2 separate regions of the Rattus norvegicus genome follow, and region 1 is linked to region 2. Evidence: chromatin contacts called from public Hi-C data. All regions are on one chromosome and are shown on one strand. Each heading gives the region's core, a stretch centred on a gene start, on an enhancer-like site or on the middle of the called end of the contact. The rest is flanking DNA. Distances are from core to core; before and after follow the strand shown.

The links. A called contact is a pair of places that touch in the nucleus more often than the background predicts.
Region 1: a contact with region 2 is called in a Hi-C map of the A7r5 cell line, with 4 times the contacts expected there. The contact joins the promoter of Rpp30 here to the enhancer-like site in region 2. A contact is called at or near these places in 7 of 12 Hi-C or Micro-C datasets (the A7r5 cell line, Schwann cells, frontal cortex and 3 more).

The regions. Positions count from the first base shown.
Region 1 is chr1:243,195,760-243,200,031 of GRCr8, reverse strand. Rpp30 (ribonuclease P/MRP subunit p30) reads right to left here and starts at 1,319. Exons shown (of 11, transcript NM_001191083.1): 1 at 1,230-1,319. The coding sequence starts at 1,311. The region is part of intron 1 of LOC134485228 (a long non-coding RNA gene); the gene reads left to right.
Region 2 is chr1:242,118,184-242,122,722 of GRCr8, reverse strand. No RefSeq gene overlaps it. Among named protein-coding and RNA genes, the nearest start is that of Ears2l1, 200 kb to the right of the region's middle. Within about 2 kb of position 2,597, at least 4 of the 93 cell types and tissues checked have an H3K27ac peak or open chromatin away from gene starts, as enhancers often do. A contact at or near this core is called in the A7r5 cell line, where this site is marked.

The DNA of each region.
Region 1 (4,272 bases), core at 70-2,569, 1.1 Mb before region 2:
ATACTGATATGAGATTCAAGAGTATGGGATGAGGCTAGGGATGTAGCTAAGTGTTAAAATGCTTGCTTAGCATACGCAAAATCCTGGACGCAATTCTAAGACCTAGACAATAAGGGGGCGGGGCAGAAGGCAGATCTGAGCCCTACTGTTTATTGTTACTTAAGGTGGAGTTTCAGGTTCTTCATCTGTCACATGATGGTAACAGCAGACAGGAATTTCAAGTGTCATGAAAATGATGTGAAACAGCCCCAGCGTTTTAGAAGAGTACACATATTTGGCTGTGACATTTAGAAGCCAGGAACATATTTAGGCTGTGGTTTATGTTCACACAATGTTAAAAACTCAGATTTATATGTCTTTCTGTCACCTTTGACATCATTCATTCACTTCTTCTGCGATACCCTTTCTATTTCCTCTTTCCTAGGGAGCAAAGGAGGGATGACTCCCTCACACCTCTTTTGAGGTACTACTCTCTCTACACTGAGACAAGGAACACTACAGGCCTGCCTTACCATCACAACAGTTAGTGTACTGTTTGTGATACGTGCCCTCTCCCCAATGGATTTAAATCACGACTCTTATCTATTAAGTTGTCCAAATACCGACAGGATGATAGGGTATTGATATTTAAAGATAATGCATAGTAATGACAAAAACAAAAATCAAGTAACAAAAAGCAAAAAACGGTCGTTCCTCTTATCAGGCAGCCCAATAACTCCCTGCTTTCCTTCCTCTACAAGGGTTTTGAGAATCTATTATTTGGCAAGCCCTATGCCAGGTGAGAGCTCCCATGATCAATGCTCATCCTCAAGGAACTTATAATGCTCTAGAAAAATAAGGTAACACCCTTTCCATTCTCTAAGCTTCCACAGCAGTTCCTGCCCATGACCCAGCTTTCTGTATTTGACAGACGTCGTGTGACTCAAAAAGAGCCGGCTTAGGAGTGCAGTCCGTTTCTATCATTTATCAGCTCGTAGGTCCTATGCTAATCTCTCCACCCCCTGGGCCTCTGTTCTCTCCCTCTGCACGAATGACTGGGCAAACACAAGTAACAACAGTTTTGTCAAGAGCCTCTGAGTTTCTCACGCAGGGGATCCGGGTGATACTGCAGCTATAATCTGCCTCTAGAGACGTCAGGCAGATCCCACGCGAGACCCGAATAGCGCCTGAAAAAAACTACCAAACAAAGCTGGATGGTAGGGAGGACAACGCGAAGCCAGAAGACTCACGGTGAGCAGCGGTCTCCACGAGTCCGCGCAGAGCCTTCAGGTCTGAGCCCGCTCTTAGATCCAAATCTGCGAACGCCGCCATGCTGACATCCCAAGAGAACCCGCGCGCAAGTCTGCACAGCCGCTGTGTTGCCCCTCAGGCATGCTGGGAGTTTAGGTTGTTCCTTGGGCATCCTGGGATTTGTAGTTTTCCCTTCTCAGTCAGCAGAGACTTTCCTATCCCCCTAGAGCCCGCCAAAGTTAGTATGCTGATCTGAAATACATAGTCTCAAAAGCAGATAAACTGAACAAAAAATGAAGAGACATTGAAAGTTGTTTTTCTTTCCTGTTTCCACAGTACATTCCATTCTTTGAAAATGGCCGCAAAGGGTTTTTTGAAGTACTTGGTCTGTGGCTAAAGATTATCTAAACTCTTTGAGCTTTGACAATTCCTTACAGCCAACATCTACAACCACAAGATGGCAGAGTGATCTCAAAGATGATGGCTTATCGCCAGCATTCCCTTAGCGAGAGGACTGACAGGGAGGGGCAAAAATAAAAACATGTTTTACAATTTTTCATGAGAAATATAAAAATATCATTTGGTGTTTCTGCTTTAAAATGGACTCTTAAAAAACAAACTCTTCAATATTGACAGATCAATTATTCACCAACCTAAGATGGTGGCATGATTTTCAACCTACTTGACATAGAGGGCCAGTCCATTACCCCTCTTCATTCAGTCTTCGTTCCAGCATGCGAACCCTTTGCGCATTACTAATAAGCAGCTCCTACCTTGTGCAACTCAATAGGACTTCTGAACTGCTGGTCTCTCAAAGAAGAAAAGTCCACTGATCATGAGCTTGTCCATTGGGATAATACCAAAGTGCTGAAAGGTGAAGCATTTTCAGTTTCTGTACTGATCACAAACCATAGGGAGTCTTCTCTCTCTGATCACACTACTGTAACGATCTCTAGTTTCTTACAAATTTCTGAAAGATGATGATGACAACGACGACGACGACCATGATGATGATCATGTGGAGGAGGAGGAGGAGGGGGAGGGGGAGGGGGAGGGGGAGGAGGAGGGGGAGGAAGAGGAGGAGGAGGAGGAGGAGGAGGAGGAGGAGGAGGAGGAGGAGGGGGAGGCAGAGGCAGTATTATTAGTAGTCCAGGGTAGACTTGAATTCACAATCTTCTTGGCTCAGTATCCTTGGTTCTGGGATTACAGCCGAGCACAGCTGCACCTATTTTTTGATTAATTTTCAAAAATGATTGTTTCCAATACTTTTTATTTCCCCAGAGCAAAACAACAACCAAATAACTTCTGCAACTAGAGCAAGGCCATACAAAACAAACTCTTGCTTTTTTTCATCAGAGTGTCCAGTTCTAACCTTTATAGTAGTAGAGAGGTGTCTCTATACAGGATCGCAAAATCTAGATTGGTCCATAGAATGGCCATTGTGTAGAGGATCTAGATAAGATAGAATTTTAGTTATTTGATGCTAAGATAAGATTCGGGGGGGACAGAATTCTTTGAAAGTCATGGTGATGTTACTATGGACTTCACCTTTTTAGATTCCCCTTGCTCTATACCTGAGTGTTAGCATTTCTAGGCTCTGCCCAACAGTTGCCTAGCAACAGGCAGGTACAAGCCTGGCTTGCTATAAAAGGACCTGCCAAGGCACTCTCTCCTGGTGCATCATGATGCCACATTACAAAATGTGTCACTGAGCTGAGGTGAAGAGGAGAGAAAGGATGAGAAAGGAAATAAACAGATAAAAACCACTGAGCACTGCACTGGGGCAGAGCATCTGCGAAGTACTTATGTGTGCATCTTATTAATTTTCAAAGTATTTTTTTGACATTTGAGCAGCTGAATGCTTCAGCACTATACTGGTGGATTGAAGCATTTTGTCTCAGTAGTTGCCTAGTATGTTGTCTCCTGAGAAAACAGGCAGGGCAGACAGCTGCAGATGGCAGAGGAAAGAAGAAGAAAAGAATGAAGGGGGTTAAGGAAGAAGAGAGGAAGCAAGGAATAGGAAGGAAGGGAAAGGAGGCAGGAGTGGGCAGAGAGAAAAGGAGGGAAAAGAAATGGTCACATGTTGGCCTGAATGGGTGGCAGGGGCCTCAAGGATGCAACACTTGAAGAAAACCTCAGAACTTGCTGACTAGAGCACAGCCATATGTTTTCTGATTTTATTCTAACAGGTCAGTGGGATGGTGGTATTGATGGTGCTGGTTCTTGTTTCCAGGGGCTCTAGGAGAACAGCTACTAAATAATTTTCTCTTCCATAGTGGCACCTACTGTCAAGTCCAACAGAAACTGGGGACAAATGACTAACTCTGATGCCTATTAGCATACAAAGCACATGATGGCTTCCAGGTTCTCTCAGCATCTCAAGTATTTGTTACAGAGTTCATGTTGGCTGCCATCCTGGCTCTGATCCACTCTTCTTATCCTGCCCCATACCCTAACTGTTCCAGCTCTTGGGTTCTCTGTGATAGAGAACAACCAGTTCAAAATTTGAACACTACTACACTGAGAGAATCTGTGAGGAAATTGTTTCGACTTGTAATGTGTTTGTTTGTGACATGTTTCTTAAGGGCGAACTTTCCCAAGATAGATAACTTTGCAGAATGGAGTAGTTGAGCAAATCGTAAGAAACTACCTCTCCTTTTAAGTTTTACTGCCACTGTTGTTCTTTTGAGACAATGGGCCCTGGGAATTCATTTCTAGTTGTGCTTCTGTAAAAACTCTTTGCTTGCCAGAGATAGCTGAGGCATCTACAGGGTGTGTGCTGTAAAAGTTAGGCACGGAAGGATGAGAGATAATTCCACAGCCCCAAATCTTCCTGGTTTCTGCTTTTATAAAACCAGAGTAAATATGACTAAGTACTGCATTTTGAGAATCCTGAAATTCGGTGAAGACCTGATGCCTCTCATTCGATATAATTTATTCATGGTCATGCTGAATCTCTGAGCCACCCCAGACTCATAACACCCTTCCCCCAGCTTCTCATTCTTATATAACCTTGCTGTTTTGGCCAGACACATTCTCTTT
Region 2 (4,539 bases), core at 1,348-3,847:
TGTGTCATTTGGGAAGCATCAGCTCCTCACATTGCCTGTATATACACAGACTGGAACTAACAATCCATCAATATTTGCTGGGACAATTTCCTGTAACCAAGACTATGTTTGACAGGAAAAAGAGTTCCTTTGAGAAAAATAAAACCCAAACTCTGACCTCTCATTACTTGTAACTTCTTGAGCCAAGACAAACAACACAAAATAAAGACAAAAATGCAGAATTGTATGGACATTGTATTCTTCCAGAGAAATTCAACTTTCTGGGGTGATTAGGGCTGATAATCTGAGTGACTGGACAGCATATATTTTAATGATTCTTATCTGTAATAAACAGCGGCAGTTCCATGTGCCCTGCACTCTATCACTTGTCCCTGCTTCCAAAAATTTCTCCTTTCTTTCTCTGAAAACTTCCAGCATACGTCTTCGGAGCACAACTAACAAGTCATTGCAACAGACACTGCTGTCACTGTGTCTCTAGATATCTCCAACCTTGGGAAAGCACTTTGCACTTGTGAATTTATAGGTTACTCTCAGCAACCATTCAAATAACTCATTTGTGGCCCTATGTGTACCTGAGGAAACTGAGGGACATAGACTTGGTTTCCAATTTTCAAAACTGGCTGGGTGATCCAGGGACCTATGTTGAGGTTTAGAAATGTACGGTTAAAATTCTTGGTTCCCCCATCGTAAAAACATAGTAGCTTACTTTGTTACATTATCAGTCTTTGGGGAAAACTAGCTCACTCAAGAGAATATGTGCTTGATCTGACAAGATGAGAATCAGATCTGTCTTCAGTCTTCATAACCACTAGACCACTCTATAGGTGTAGGTATTTACTCATAAAGAACATTAAGGCTGTCTCTTGATCTACTTGGAGTCACATCGGGGAAGCTGGTTCTATATAATCCCACAGGATCATTGCATGAGGATCAGACCTGGCCATGTGTTTGGTCCTTAGAGGTCAAGTTGCAGTTTCTTCTGATAAGAACAAGGAAGACTCATATCACATTATCAATATTTTTTTCAAAGCAGAAAGGAGAAAGAATCTCATTGCTTTCCAATGTAAAAAGTCTTGGAAAATAATTTTGCCTATGAACTAGAATTTTACTTCAGTTTTTCTCAATATCCTAGCTCAATGGATTGACAAGAAGACAACCAGATTTGTAAATGACCACACTGATCAGTCACCAGATACTCTCCTGCCTCACCAACAACACAAGAATATGGGAGAAATTGCTCCTGGTATCTCAGACTTCTCTCCTTTGTTTAATTCAGCCACCAAAAGGAGATTCTTAATTGACATTTTCAAGAAAAGTAGTATTAAGGCACAATACATGCCAGAGAAAGTACTTTCAAACTTGAATGATGATGAATCATCTAGAGATCTTGTTGAAATTCATATCATGACTAGGTAGGGTTCAGACTTGATCCCACATTCAGATGTTGGTCACCAAAATCAACCACCAAATTGTTTGAGACAAGAAATGATCACTCCCACAGAAAAGGCATGAGGTAATGAAGTCATACAAGACTCAACCAGCCATCAATCAGAACAGAAACCGAACCAGTTCCTGGGGAATGGGGGTTGGGGGATGGGGACAGCTCTTCTAACGTGGGTTTTTTTTAAATGTGCAGTCAGTTGAAGGTGTACCTGTATTAGAGATGAATGCAAAGAGGACTTCAGTCCACTAAAAAGTAGAAATTGTTTAGCTGAAGCTATTATCTGGGAAAGATAAGGAACTCAAACACCAATTGCTACACTGTTTTGCTAGAACCAAAGCATGAGGAATGGCATACAGTCAAAAAAATGGAAAAATCTCTAGAAAACTTGGAAATAGGGGCTACGTGCCAGCATGTTACTGGGAAATTAATATACTCGGAGTTAAAAATCTTCACTGAACTAAAACAGAGATATGCAGAGTCACCTTAAGAAAATAGAAACACGCCAAAGCCCATAGCACATGGCTCCAACATAATTTGAGGAGTTGTTATAATTATGGAAAAGAAGTTTTCCTCACAAAGCTGGCCGGCATGGAGGCTTATAAGAGGCTAATCACAGTGTCTGCTGGAAAAAGAGCCCCAGTTCAAGAGTGTAGGAAAGCTGGCATAGATACCCTCTACTCACATCATGGGAAAATCCAGCTTAGAGGGCAGAACTAGTAGAATACAGTTCATTCTATGAATCTTGTTGAGGGAATAAAATTTTCCTAAGCCAAAGGCCCATGGTTTATTTCTACAGAGCAGAACTATGGCTGCTTTGGCACTATAGTTTGAAGAAGGCCTATGCGGTTCACAAAACTTAAAATATTTATTCTTTGACTCTTTTGAGAAGAACTTTCAAAACTTTGTAAAACTTTCAGCCAAGTAATTGGTCCCCCTTGCTTTGATTCCACACACCTTCAGCAAACTTGTGGTTTCTGTTTTGTTTCATAGGTCAGACAGCAACAGCAGCAAGTGTCTCCCACAGTTCTGGGTTATTTTTAACTTCTAGCCTAGATTTGGGGATTATTTTTTGCCCATGGTGACTGGGAGCTTGGCCTATCTGAATCATTTCCATGAGTAATCCCTTTTCAATGTGCTTTTTAAAATAAAGAAAATGAAATGCACTTCCCTGGGCTTGGGGGAAACGCAGTGAGCCATGTCAGCTCATTCTGGAAAAGATCAGGGTTAAAGGTTAGCAGCGGGCCAGGCTCAAAGCCATACTTCATAGGGTTCTGTTTACTTCCGTTGTCAAAGGAGCTTTACTCCCACATGGGAAGGCAGGCAGCCTTCCCAGATTCCCATGTTTCACTTCCGTCTCATATAAGTCTCTGTTTTATTTGTAAACTTGAATTTTCCCTTTACCTCTTTCTATATTTTTTTTTTCGGAGCTGGGGACCGAACCCGGGGCCTTGTGCTCGCTAGGCAAGCGCTCTACCACTGAGCCAAATCCCCAACCCCTTCTATATTTTTATTTGAATTTCACATCATCATGTGTTTGGCACAGATAGGATCCTCGTATGAGCAGATCATAGTAAGTTAGGTACAGAGTCCTTTCAATGAGTCCCAGCAGGATTCATTTATTTGCTATAATCCGTTGGACATTTTATCATTGTACAAACAACATTTATTGAGCATACACCACATTGTAGATGTTATAGTCTAGTCTAGCCATCTGTAGATAACATATACAGATGTTTATTGCCTTTGTAGAGTTCATGGTTAAAGGTAAAATGGGATTTGACAATTTGTCCTATATTAAGCCACTCAACCTCTCTAAATTTCCTTAACAGCCAAGTTATTCTGTTCTAATAGGTCATCCACAACATCTTTGATAGCATAGTCATAAAATAATACTTTGACAACCCGCAAGACAAGGTAAGAATTAATTTTCACATCTACCCAACTATCATTGAGGAGTGTATTTATATATGTATTTTGTTTATTTATTGCATTCCACAGATGTTACAACAATGTCCTTTCCCGAATGCAGCATCTCTAAGCATGGTTGGGAATGGATGGGTTCCCTGATGGTACACCGGGCTCTTTCTTTATGAATTTATCCGTTTCACATTGAGAACTATCCAACTGTCTTCAGCTTCCGTCTGAGGCAGCCCCACGGCCTTCCCTCTGGGTCACTGTGGAGTTTGGCCTGTTGATCTCTTCAGTATAGTAGTTAGTAGTGCCATCCAGAACACTCAACACTAACGTTCCCATTTAGAGGAAGAGCAAAAGGAAGAAGGAACTTAATGGAAATATAGCTGAACCAAATAGGATCTGTTCCAGCATTTTCTTTCAATGGAAAATAATGCAAACCTCTTAGCCATTAAGTCGCAGCTTAAGACAAAGTGCTTGAAATTACCTGTCATGACAGATTTTTACTGGTAGAAATAAAAACCCTCACAGTGAATTTTCAACTAACCGTATTGCCACCTAGTGGTCATGGAGGAAAATTAGTGTCATAAAATTGGCAGCAACTTTAGAAATCAAGAAATTATTAATACTGACAATATTAATAATTTGGCCTATTGAGTGTCTACAGTGTTCCTTGACTCTGTGCTCAAGACTGTATGTGGACTATCTAATTTAGTCTCTTGAGTACCACTTCAGTAGATATTCCATCCCGGTTCCACAAATGAACAAAGGAGAACTTCACAGGTTGGTTAGCGTGACATATTTACAGATCTACATAGTTAGCTACATAGATTCAAACCCTATAGTCAAGTCATTCATTGGATGCTATCAATTGCTTCAAATAAACCTTTGCTTAGACTAAAAGAACATGGTCGATAAACTGAAGCAAATGCACCCCTCCCCCCAAATGTTAGCGTTTAAAGGAAATTACAACCCTCGCTTTTCCACATAGGAAATAACCCACAACTCTAATCCTCTCTCAAGCTGATTTTCAATTGTGTGGGGACTTTAAAAAACCACATCTGGCATCTCTGAAACAGAATGGGTTCATTCGTTGGGACAACAAACAGTAGCTGGGCTCGGAAGATGGCTCTGTCATCAAGGTGCTCGGTGCAGCCATAAGCGCCTGAGCTCAGATGCCCAGC